3 separate regions of the Rattus norvegicus genome follow, and all the other regions are linked to region 1. The links are chromatin contacts, called in public Hi-C maps. All regions are on one chromosome and are shown on one strand. The core of a region is the stretch at or near the end of the contact, and the rest is flanking DNA. Distances in the headings are between cores, read along the strand shown.

Region 1 (4,042 bases), core at 1,225-3,724:
TCGAAGGCAGCTCTGTGACCCCAGTGAGTTCCTTTGCTCTCTGTCTCTGCTCTTTGTCTTCCGTTTGTCTTCCAGGGGCTGTGAGAGGCCATTGAGAGAGAATGAATGGATCTTATCTTTCTGGGAGGTGCTGCTGTTCCCCCCACCCACCCACACACACCACGATACCCTCTCCTCTCTCCCCTTTCCTCACCTCCATTCCACAGGTATAGAAATTAAAGAATCAAAGAAAAACAGGAAGGAAGGAGAGAGAGCAGTTGGTTGTCAGGTTCTGTTGAGTGCCACACTGGACCATGTGCTTTGTAGATCCGACTCTGGGTCATGTGACCCTGCTTCACTCCCGAGGGACAGGAGCTTGAAGCAGTAGAGTTGTTGGTTCAACCCCACCCACCAAGACTCCGATACAGGTCTGAGTACCCTTCAGCCCCAGCCCTCTGTGAGGTTCGGGGTGTGCAAAGGCATCCCGACCTGTGAGGAGTGTTGAAAGGACTGTGTCCTGGGTTGGTATTCAGCGCCTGTGAATGGACCCTCAGTGCTCTAACTTGGTTCTTTTCATCCTCCGTCCTCCCTACTGTACCCCGGCTCCCTGTTTACTCCCATCTCATTCTGCATATTCAAGCAAGATAAATGCGTGTGAGGGTATGTATACAGGGTACCCCCAGCAGGTAGAGGTGTTAACTTGTCCACACTCCCTCTGAAGGGGCAAGTCAGTTCCGGTGCATTTTCGTTCCGTGTAACAGGGCTGGCTCCCCTCCCTCCATCCCTTTTGCCTTGAAGCACACAGTTCATTCCCAGAAGCCAAGAGACTGGCCCCACCCTAGCCAAGGCTCATAAAGAGGAATGGAAATTAATCATCATTTCTTGTCAAGTAAACAGCCCCGGCGTGAGTAGAAGTCCCCAAGACACATGGCAGTTACTCAGCCTCTGTTGTTTCCTATGGCCCCATGCCCACCAGCCATGGCCTCTGAATTTACAGACTTCTTCCAAGCAGAAGCCATGGTGCTCTGGGCGCACCTGGGTTACAAATTATTTCTTAGAACCCTTTCTCATACTAGTAGCTACTGTGAACTCTGCACGACAGGCAGAGGGTGTTGCCCTCTGTGTACTCTGTGAAGGAGGAACGGGTACACTCTTCATTTACTAAGAAAAGAGGAGGAAAGGAATTTGTCTGAAGTCACGAGCCATTGGGAGGTGGAGCCTTGGAAGCTGGCTTGTACCTGAGTCCATTCAAGCCCTCCACCTAAAGTTTTGATCGTTAATGCAATCCCAGCCCAGCATACCCTGCCCACAGGAGGTCAGCATCAGTGATCCGAGTGTCACATATTATTGTCCTTTGGCCAAAGTTGTATGCTCCTTGGGGAATCAGACTCTAATATTGTTCTTAAACAAATGTGTTAGTCTCCTTAGCCCCAATTTCTTTTAAAGCTGTTTTTGTTTTGGGCACTGTCTCAGCCATGGTAAGTTTTATCAATATCTCTGGCCTTTACATGCCAGAAGCACCCCACCAAGAACGGCAGCCAGAGTCACATCCACAGGCATTGGTGAAGCTGAGGTGGGAAGCAGGCAGCCTCGAGTTGAGAGCCGTTGTCTTAGCCTGAGGTGAAGACGTTCTAGGGTAGAGAGGTAGCTGCATTGGTTATGGCCCTGCACGACTGAGTTCTGGGGGTCTTTGGGAAAGGAAAGGCTTTTCATTGTTCAGGCGGCTTCCCACCAGTGGCCAGAGACCGCCCAGCAGTTCATTCCCTAAGAGCCCAGCACCCTCTGTGCATTCCTGCTCTATGATTGGACCTGTGAACAGGTTAGGCAGGGCCAAAGAGGCAGGGAATGGGCTGCTGCCTGGGGTGCGGCGGACTCCAGAGGTGACTGAAGGGTGTGGGGTTGGAGCCCAGAGGTGGTGCTGCTCTGGGTCCAAGGGTTCCTTTAGGAGTCTTGGCCTGGTCCTGGGGTTGGAGCCTCTGCTGAGAATGGGGTGGAGACAAACCTCACAGAGCACTCACCTACCCCCCCCCCCAACTCTGCCTTTGCTGTCCCCTGCTCAGTCGGGTCTTGTCCACTGTGCACAGGAGGCGGCATTCGCTCGATCCTCACAGCTTCCCTCACACTCTGATCTTCAAAAGCCTACGCCCCTTTCGTGCCGGCCAAGTCTGGTGCCCAGTTACTCATACGTCTGAACAACTCTCACTTTTTCCAAGGGCCTTGCCCTGTTGACTTAGCAGCTGATTCCCTCCAGATGATCCTGTCTTTTGTGCTCTGGTAATAGTGTTGCTAACTAACTAACGGAGCCCAATTAGAACGCCCGAGCATAAAAAGCATCCTGTGAACAGGATTGGGGCCAGAAAGCCTGGGGCCGTCACTTCCCGTCTGCGCCACTAGAGGGCAGGGCTGGATTCCACTTGGAGTCCCGCCCCAGGCAGTTCTTTGGTTCCTGAGCCTCCGGGAGGGGGCGCATTACTGACCTAGAGTCCTGCCTGCGGAGAAGCCTCGGGAAGGAGCGTGGGCCAGCACTGAGCAGCTCCTGAGGTGTGGCAACAGGGGACTGGGAGGGGACAAGGCAACACCACGTGAGCTGAGAAAGCTGGCAGTCCTATCTCTAACCACACAGGACCGAGGGCCCTCAGGCACCTGCCAAAAACAGGAACCAGAGCAACTCTGCTGCGACACCCATCGCGGGCAAGGGGACATTTCTCTCTGGGTTCTTGTTCCCCTTCCTTCTGCCTAGAGCTGGCAGAACCCATTTTCTGCTCAGGTTGGAGTGAGGTTGAGCCAGGTGGTCTGTGTGCTTTGTAATGCGCTGCTTTCATTCCTAAGACAAGTTCTTTACATTGCGCCCAAATGAGAGAACAGAGGGCTTTCCAAGGGAGTCACTTCACTGCCACCCTGGCTAGGGGCTCCGTTAGTTCGGTAATCAATAGATCAATCAATCAGTCAATCAATCAAACCCCTAACCCCAAGTTGCCCTGACTTGTCTGTCAGGAGCTCACTCCAGTGTGAAGTGTGACTTTAGATGATTGGCAGTCCTGTCTTGTTTTCAGTGCATGTGTCTGCAGGCCTGGGGGAGGGGACAGGGTTGCTCTCACTGGGTTCAGAGACCTGGAAGACTCACCAGCAAAGCTTGTGCTGTCTCTCAGCTTTCTGTGTCTGCTCTGGGGGGACAGGAAGACCTCCCTCAGGGCACAGCCTGTATTTGTTTGTGCCCACTTCCTGAACTTTCCCCGACCTGTTGGAAAAGAAAGTCCGATGTTTGCGTGAACTCTGTGTCTGACGACCTCTGTCTTCCATGCTCAGCTTGACTCAAGGTGGAAGTTTGTGGGTTTTGAGGCAGACGATTTGGGTCTGTGTTGAAAACGAGCAGCGGGATAACCGTTGAACTTCCCCTGACCTTGTCCTCTGGTAGCTGGGACCTGCCACATTGCCACACTATCCTGGGTACTTGACCCGAAGTCTCTTGTGGACTGTGCCAGCCCTCAAATGGGAACTTCTGATGAGGGTTGTTTGTACAACCTCTCAGTGATCAGTTCTTACTAATATATCATTTTATTTCCAATCATGTTCTCATCGTTGAGCACCTACTGTGTGCAAAGCGCTTTTGCTTCCGATGAGTTCCCAGGAAATGAGGCAAGCAGCAGGAAGCAGATGCCTTCTACACAGCCAAGGGTGGGTGCGAGTCACTCATACAGCCTCTCCCTTTGCTCCACAATGACTGCAGTTACCCACAGTGCAGCTGGCCGGGTACGTGCAGAAAGAAAGCACTTGGTCATGGCATGGTGAACTGGGGTGAGCGCACAGTGAGGAGACAGGTGTGTCTCCAGGGTCTCAGAGTCGAGAGTGCTGGTGTCAGCCTCTTGGCCTTGGGTAGGCGACACCCAGAAAGACAGGCATCTTCCAGGTTTCAGTTCTCTATTAGAAGGGGTTGGGTGGGGGTATTTTATTTAGTTACATTTGCTGGTGTTGGGGGGCATTGCAGGTCAGCCTACATGCTTGCAAGTGCTCTACCACTGAGCCGCAGCAGCCTGTCCCACGACGGTAACTTCTTTTTTATGAT
Region 2 (4,055 bases), core at 936-3,435, 330 kb after region 1:
GATATTACAAGCCTATGCCACCAAGCCCAGTTTAGGAAATGCTGGGGGCCAAACCCAGGTTCTCAAGGACACTCGGCAAACACCCTTCTAGTTGATCTATATCCCCAGAGGGCTGTTTCTCAGTGGTGAGATTGGAGCAGGAGGGGAGTTGGAGGCTACTCTCTTGAAATGCTATGAAGAATCATGTATCCAAAATTCTATCTGTGCTGTATGCAGCGATATCTAGTCTAATGCTTTCTGTAAACCCCCACCCCCATTTTAGTGGGGAGCATCAAGCTATTTCATGAGGATGGAGGTCAGAGGATTAACTAGTGGGGTTTGGCTCTCTCCTTCCACTCTGTGGGTCCCAGGGACTGAATTTAAGTCATCAGGTTCTCAGTGAGGAGCTAGGGGTTAGAAGATCCCTAACAGGCAGACATTTAGGGAGAGGGCCACAAAAATAGCTGATGAAAACGGCAAACTTCCAGCTTCTCTCTCACCCTCCTGACCAGAGAGAGACAAAAGCCTAGCGGCTTAAAGAGAAGGCCTGGCTGGCTTCTTCTCCCGCCAGGGCCCAGCTGCTGGAGGACCGGTCTGACAAGTTCAAGACTGGATCAGGACTGTTTACCTCAACCGTACGGCCTATCGGCGGCGCCGTCTTTGTTTAAACTGACCAACCCAAACTGGGGGCTGAACAGTTTGTCCGCCTCGCACCCCCGCCCCTCCAAAGACCCATAAACCCCACCCTACCCACCCCACCCCACCCCCACTCTGGAAGGAAAGCAGCATTTTCCCCCTCTGCTGTCAGTGCTGTCAGAGACATTCCGCTGTTTCGTGTTTTACTTGGGGTCTTTCCTGGCTTTTTTTGTTTGTTTTTCGATGCAGGGGTTCTCTTGTGTTGGCCTGGCTGTACTCGAACTCACCGAGATCCTCCTGCCTCTGCTTCCGTAGTGCTAGGATTAAACGTGTGTGCCCCAACGCCCGGCTTTTTCCTGCCTTAAATCTTTGTTTCTAAGACTTCCCTAAATTTTCGAAGAAATTGGTTTTATCAACACTATTCTTTTTTTTTTTTTTTTTTTTTGGTTCTTTTTTTTTCGGAGCTGGGGACCGAACCCAGGGCCTTGCGCTTCCTAGGCAAGCGCTCTACCACTGAGCTAAATCCCCAACCCCAACACTATTCTTTAATAGAATTAACATTTTATGAATCTGAAAGGGAGCAGGTAGAGTTTGAGGGAAGAAAGTGGGGAATTGGTGTAATTCTATATAATCTCAAAAAATAAAATAATTAAAATATATAATAATCAAAACAAGCACTTTAATTAAAAAAAAAAAAAAGTAGTATTCCGGGCTGGAGATGGCTCAGCGGTTAAGAGAATTTGGGGGCTGGGGATTTAGCTCAGTGGTAGAGCGCTTACCTAGGAAGCGCAAGGCCCTGGGTTCGGTCCCCAGCTCCGAAAAAAAGAACAAAAAAAAAAAAAAAAAAAAAAAAAAGAGAATTTGGTCCTCTGGTCGTGTTTCTGAACCTGTGTTAATCACCTATGAACATCGGGAAACAGGCGTTTACATTATGATTCATAACAAAAGCAAACTACAGTTATGAAGTAGCAACGAAAATAATTGTATGGTGTGTGTGTCACCACAAGGGTCGCAGCACAAGGAAGGTTGAGAATCACTGTTCTAGTAGATGACCAGGGTTCCATTCCGAGCACTCACATGGTGGCTCTTAGCCATCCATAACTCCTGCTCCTCTGGATCCGAAGCCCTCTTCTGACTAATGCGGGGACCGGGCATGCACGTGGTGCACATTCAGGCAGGCAAAAGCTCGTACACATAAATAATCATTTTAAAAGCTTGAAAAGGTGTTGCAAAGTAAACTGCCAGACGCTGCGCTAAGACAAGTATTCCCTATTGTCTTCCCTCCAGGAAGTTCTCGGTTTGCCTTGGAATCCCTTTCGGCTTTCACGTCCAGTCTCGTCCCGCTGTCGGCCACAGCTGGTCCTTCCAGGGTACTGGAGTCTCTGCCTTAGCCCGGGCGGCGCGCACCTGGAGAGGGGGTGGGGCGGATGACTCACCGGGGGCGAGCGGGCGAGCGGGCGGGCCGAGGTGAGGGCGGGGAGGGCCGAGGGGCGTGGCCGCAGGTCGGCAGGTCCGCAGGTCGGGTCCCGCCTCGCCGCGCGCAGAGCGCTCAGTCGGTCGGCCGCCGTGCAGCGCGACTGTCCCTGGAGCCGTCCCGCGCCTCAGACCCGCGAGTCCCCGCCGCTCCGCGCGCAGTATGGCGCCCCCCAAGGCCCTCGCGTTCGGGCTCCTGCTCGCGGTGGTCACGGCGACGCTGGCCGCAGCTCAGAAAGGTGAGGCGTGGACCTGGGGCGGAGGTGTGGGGTCGTGTCGGGCTGGTGATGGGGATCGGACGGCCGGGCTGTGCTCTCTGGCCCCGAGACCCGACGGTGTGGGTGGGACGCGCGCTGGGATGAGGCGGCGGTGTGCTGTGCCAGGTGGGAGCGTGGGACCGGGGTGGCTGAGCGGCCACCGCCCGGGGTTGGGCGGCTCCGACTTGGCGTTCCAAGTCCCAAAGCTTGGGCCTTGGTCGCTGCGACTTGTCGGTCAGTCCCCCCTCCCTCCGTACCTGCCCTGGTCCCCGGATGTGGGCCCCGGGAGGGGACAGGTAGCTCCCGGGAGGCCGCTATGCACCTGCGCGACGGAGGCGGGCCTCCTGGGGCTTACGGGCCGGAGGTGTGTTTTCCCTTTCCTGAGAATCATGACTAATGCAGTGTTTATTGTAGGGAGGACAGATTCAAAGATAAACTGTAAGGGCCTTTCTAAAAATCGCATAATCTTACCACTCTTAAGAATTCCCTGATTAAAAAAGTGTGCATATTTGTGTTTTGGAATACAGGTAGATTTATATAGCCATTTTTCCATTTCACAAGGGAAGTTTTCTACTTCCTCTAGACTTTTATTTTTAAAACTGTTTGCACGGAGTCGGACAACTTGTGGGAGTCAGTTCTGGGGATTAAACTCGTGGGCCTTTATCCCTAGAGTCACCGGGTTGTCCTCGGTTCCTATAGTCTTTAAGAACGAGTCTTAAACAGTGATTGGACGCTCTGTAGAGAGTACGTGGAGTTCGGTCTTAGTTGTTCTTACTGTAGAGTTTGCTCCGGCTTTTGATTTATTTCTAAGATGGTGTCTGGAAGTGGAGAGTTGAACAAAGCAGCCTGGAGAGAATTTCTTTTCCTTTTGTTTCTTCCATAATTTTTAAGTTAAATGTAATTTAGTTTTGTTTTCTGGGGAGGATTTTATTGTCTACTAGGAGACATGGCCCATATTCATTAATTAGACTTTCAGTAATACAGTTTAATCAAGTTATATATTTCTGATTTCTTGGGCTAAATTGAGGGCTGGGATGTAGAGTGCTTGCTTAGCAACCCTGGGTGTGGTCCCCTAGTGCCTGATAAACAAGGTACCTATAACCCCAGACCTTGGGAAGTGGAACTGGAGGATTAGCAACTCAAGGTCATCGTGATTTGGTGTGGCAATTGAGGCCAGCCTGGGCTAAAGGAGCCCTGTTTAATGAGGAAAAGCTCTAGTAGATGCCTACCGGGCCCCAGTCGGGCACTCCTTACGAAAGCTGGGTGAGGAAGGGATCCGAGGGGAAGGACCCCTTGCAGAATTGGAGTTGTTGACTTTTTTTGGGGGGTGGGGAGATAAAATTACTTGTAGACAAGTGTGTAATTGTAGATAAAGAGGGAGACCTTGGGAAGTGAGGGGAGCAGGGAGGTGTGAGCTTCAGTCTGTAAACCCAGCACCAGCACTTGGGAAGCCGAGGCAGTGAGCCTGGGCTTTAAAATCCAGAAAGGGAAGGAAGGAAGAACGGACAGAGGGAAGGAAGGGACTCAGAAGAAAGAAAGGGAAAAGCTTTTCTTCACCTTTTTTTTTTGTTTTTTAAAAAACAAACAAACAAACAAAAACAAACAAACAAACAAAAAAAAACCCGACAGGGCCATTGCTGGCTCCTTGGCTAAAGTTACCCCTGAGTTAAATTCCCAAGGCCCAGAGGCAGAAGGGGAGAACGCACTCTC
Region 3 (4,297 bases), core at 806-3,305, 350 kb before region 1:
CTCCACATGCTCTGCCAGCATCATGAAAAAGCTCCGTACTGCCTCTCACCAGCCTGGGGAAGCTCAGCATTCCGAATCCAAGTGCACTTCTGAATGTACACTGCTCCCTCAACATTCTAAATTCAGAAGATCCGAAGCCAAGCTGTCGTAAGAGGACTGTGTGGCCCAGGCTTAATTCAGCCTTAGCCTCCCAAATGCTGGGATGAACAAGGCATGCACCCCCATGTCTGGCTGGTCTTGTACAGTTTCTTAAAGTTCTTTGCCCTACAGACTCTGCCTCTTTAAGTTACTTTTCTCATTTCTGCCTTCCCCACACCCCCTCACCCCCAGTTTCTAAGGACCCCAGTTTCTCCCGACCTTTCTGGCCATCTGTGCCCACGCAGACCCAACAGCGGAGACTGTCAGACTGTTCTGCACCTCAGCTTACCGTGATTAGCAGGCCAGCCTCTCCAACAGTATCACTGGATGATACCGTTGACTGTAACAAGCACTTCTCACTTCTCTGGAGGTTAGTATGGAGGCAAAGAGCCTCAGTGGTCAGTGTTCAGGCACTGGCTCCTCCTGCCCTGGGTCCAGTGCCCACCTCGAGCTGTGTGTGGTGAAAATCTGTGTCCCCATCTCTGGAGCTGGCACCTCGAGGTTTTGGCCATAGTGTGGGAGAGCAATACTCCTCCACCAGTAGTATGCATAGAGGTTGTGCTTCAGGGCCAGGAAGTCACGTGACTGGTTTGTCCGTCATTCAGCCAGTGTGCTTTAAGTCAGCTTTCCAGTGCACTTCCAGAGGTGTCATAAGGTTGTGAGCCAGTTAGCATTAAAGTGTATGCCAAACTTGTCCCCATATGTACTTAATGTCATTGAAGTTTTTCCAGAAGTGACAGGTCTATTACCACTTGTTCCTCCACCCACTCAAAGTTGCATCCTTTGATACCTCCCTTCACTATCTTTGGGGATCACACCATTTCCCCCAAAATATTGGTAATGTAGTTTTAGAGGGGAAAGTTAAGGATCAAAATTAGATGTTTTATTTGTTGACATTTCCGAGAAACTTCAACTCCATATATTCTTACAGTTTTATCACCTTCCTAATGTTCACAGGCACTCATATACCTGTCTGTCTGTCTGTCTGTCTGTCTGTCTGTCTGTCTATCTATCTATCATCTATCTATCTATTTAGTTTGTGGTACCTGGGATTGAACCAAGGCCTTCACAAATGTTAGGCAAGTTCTCTAATTAGATTTTTGACCTACAAATTCAGTCCTCTTAACAGAAGTGGTGAGGACAGAGGCAAAATCAGAGAATGAACAGAAAGACAGGGACAGACAGAGGTAGGGGGTTCATGGGGATGTGAGAGGTTAACCTGGTGAAGTTCTACAGTTGCATGTGTGAGAGAATGTGCTTGCTATAGTTATTCCTTTTCCCTAAGTGTTTTACATTTCAAATGAACAGCTCACCCTGATCCCAGCACCAAGTCTGCCTTTCCATCAGGCATCTGGCTTCTAACAAAAGCATCCAGGCTTCTTCATCCAATATTTATAAATATTACAGGACACTGTCTATTGGCCAGTGACTAATACACTTTCACAAAAGTCTGCTGCGAACCTTCAAAGAGATCCTAATTTTCCCAAAGAATTTATAATCTTTCTGCATTGATGTACTCGTTCAGAATCAGGCATGAGGGTATCACAAACCACTGGCATGTTAACTATTCTGACAGACATTGTACTGGAACAAAGTCACAGACGTTTACTGGCTGCTTTCTTGTAAGAGGACAGGATCACAAAGCCTAAAACATTTACTACTTGTTCCTTAAAATAAGTTTGTTGTTGCAAGCTTTATCCTAGTTAGAAATGATCAATACATTTGAGAAGCTGAGTTGACAGAAAGGGTTAATGATTGCCCAGCATTGGCTTAACATTCTCCCAGACTATCCCTGATATTTTTTAATTCCTTATGAATTACTGTTAGGACCAGAAGCCTCTCAGACCTCTCTGAAGATTATCTTACTGGCATGAGTTAAAGCACTTATCATACACTGATGAACTAAACCACCAGTAACTTGATCCACATGACCGTCAGCAGCGAGCGCAAATGCACTCACTCTGGTTATTTACTCAAGGATTATACTTTCTTGCTCCGTTCACTCAGAATGTAATTATTTCCTGTGTGATCTAGACTTTATGGGCTTTCTCCAAATTCAGCCCTCTGATTCGCTTCCATGATGTGAAGCTGGCCTTGGGGTGACGGTGGGGTTCCCCAGGCAGGCAGGTCTCCTTCCTTTTCACAGCTGCAGAAAACAGCTCTTTCTCCCATCCAGGGGGCCAGAGAGACGCCCGCCGACAACTCAGGCAGTTCCTATTTTATAAAATGAATTCTAACTCGGTTTCTCTGCAGATTATTTGCAACCAACCTGTGTTTTAAGGAGTTTGCCCCACACTCAGACAAGTGTTCAGCTAAGGCAGCCCACTTGGACAACTTTACCCAAAGGTTTAATGATAGATACAATTACACTGCTCAGAAAAGGTCTGCTCCAGCGCTCCAGTGCCTCATACATGCTTACCGACTCCTTGCCTGAGATACAGACCCTGTAAGGAAGGCACTGCTTCCTCCCCACCCCCGAGGAACAAGGGAGAGGAGAACCTGTGCGTTTTGCATTTAGAAGAACCCTCCATGGCTCTTGATTCCCTCAGCACATGGTGATAATCGGGGTGGGGTGTGCTGGAGTCTTCTTGCCTAGGCATGAAGCAGCTCCCTCTTTTGTTCATGGCCACCAACTCTGAAACATCAATCCCACCACAGCTTGGGGTGAGTCAGAGCATCTCTCGGTTCCTCTCCTACTAAAGAAGCAGTCTACCCGCAGCTGGCCCTGAGCCTCTCAACTCTCTCTCAAGTTTCCACCTGTTCAACCTTCTTTGCCCACACAGAAAGCTTTCTTTGACACCCGAAGATCTTGCCATGTATCCTGTCTCTCCGTGCCCTACAGCCCGCATCCGCCCCCCATATTAAGATTACTCCATTTTAATTTATGAAAGGTCTTCCACCCCTGCAACTGAACTAAGACTCAGACACCCAAATATAGCACATTTGTCGTTCAACAGGCCCCTAAAGTCACCAGGATGAAGACAGACCTAGCCATTCCCACTTCATAGCTCCAACAGAAAGTCAGTGGCTTTTAATGAAGTTTCAAATGAATTAATGGCTTAAGATAGTTTGTTTCTTGTTAGGGTAGAAATGACTTAAATCAGAGGCAGCCGAGTTTCCAAGAGTCTGAGGGTTAGGGGAGTTTCCAGAGAGGGAGGGAGGGAGGCACAAGACGGAGGGAGGCGCAAGTCCACGAGACCTTAAATAGAAAGTCTCAAGGGGCAGCCACTGCAGAGTAACTGCTGTTTCTTCCCCCAATTTCCTGCCAAGACTTCGGCTGAGGATCTGCCACCAACAGCTTCTATCATTCACCAGTCCTGAGAAAATATTCATATTTTACTGCTGTGGCCAAAAGCCCAGGCACTGAGTTCTGAACGCCTACTCCCCTTTATTAAAAAAAAAAAAAAAAAAGGCAAGATTTTGAAGACAATGTATCTGATGCTGGGGGAAGGGGTCCTATTTTAGTTATTATCAAATATGTTCACTTTTTGATTAGTATCTAATTTCATCTGAGGCTGCTTGGCTGAGGTGCCGCCACCCCTGGATCCAGAAACCTCTGCTGATCTGTATATGTGGCACGGTGACAGACGTCCCTTTCATCATGTTCCTCCCTGGCTGTTGTTCTCCCCGGGTAGCCTAGTTTGTTCTCTGAGCCCAGAGAAGACATAACAGCAAGAAACAGAGAAACAAACAAACAAAAGTCTTCCTTGCTGTGGTTTTAGAAGCTTGCTGGGGATGGGAAAAAACGAAGTAGCTACATAGACACAGTATTTGGAAGAAAAGAGGAGCGTAGAATTGGGACAGTACTCTGGGAAGAGAGGATTAGATTTGTGGTAGGGAGTTCTGCCCTGTTACCCACCTCACCTGGGAAGATAAGCAGTCAACTGTGTTGGTAGGACTTGGGAACTGAGAGGACACGTTCCTTGTGACCTTAGTAGAGTCACCCCCGGAAAGTAGGAGAACCTCAGGAAAGAAATAATGTGCTCGTGTGTGTGTGTGTGTGTGTGTGTGTGTGTGTGTGTGTGTGTGTGTGTGTGTCTATGAACATGAGGAGACACACACACACAAATTTTCCTCTCCGTTACTGTGATTTAACACTGACCAAAACCGACTTGCAGGTTATAGTTCATCACTGAGATAAACCATGGAGGAAAATGTT

What was found. Hi-C and Micro-C count contacts between places; a contact is called where the count stands out from the background.
Region 2: a Hi-C map of mammary epithelial cells shows a contact between it and region 1, with 3 times the contacts expected there. The contact joins the promoter of Epcam here to the enhancer-like site in region 1. A contact is called at or near these places in 2 of 12 Hi-C or Micro-C datasets (the A7r5 cell line and mammary epithelial cells).
Region 3: a contact with region 1 is called in a Hi-C map of the A7r5 cell line, with 2.3 times the contacts expected there. The contact joins two enhancer-like sites. A contact is called at or near these places in 2 of 12 Hi-C or Micro-C datasets (the A7r5 cell line and Schwann cells).

Annotation. Positions count from the first base shown.
Region 1 is chr6:12,981,228-12,985,269 of GRCr8, reverse strand. All of the region lies in intron 5 of Ttc7a (tetratricopeptide repeat domain 7A), which reads left to right. Among named protein-coding and RNA genes, the nearest start is that of Ttc7a, 32 kb to the left of the region's middle. Within about 2 kb of position 2,474, at least 45 of the 93 cell types and tissues checked have an H3K27ac peak or open chromatin away from gene starts, as enhancers often do. A contact at or near this core is called in the A7r5 cell line, where this site is marked.
Region 2 is chr6:12,647,808-12,651,862 of GRCr8, reverse strand. Epcam (epithelial cell adhesion molecule) reads left to right here and starts at 2,185. Exons shown (of 9, transcript NM_138541.2): 1 at 2,185-2,327. The coding sequence starts at 2,252.
Region 3 is chr6:13,327,624-13,331,920 of GRCr8, reverse strand. No RefSeq gene overlaps it. Among named protein-coding and RNA genes, the nearest start is that of Cript, 13 kb to the left of the region's middle. Within about 2 kb of position 2,055, at least 6 of the 93 cell types and tissues checked have an H3K27ac peak or open chromatin away from gene starts, as enhancers often do. A contact at or near this core is called in the A7r5 cell line, where this site is marked.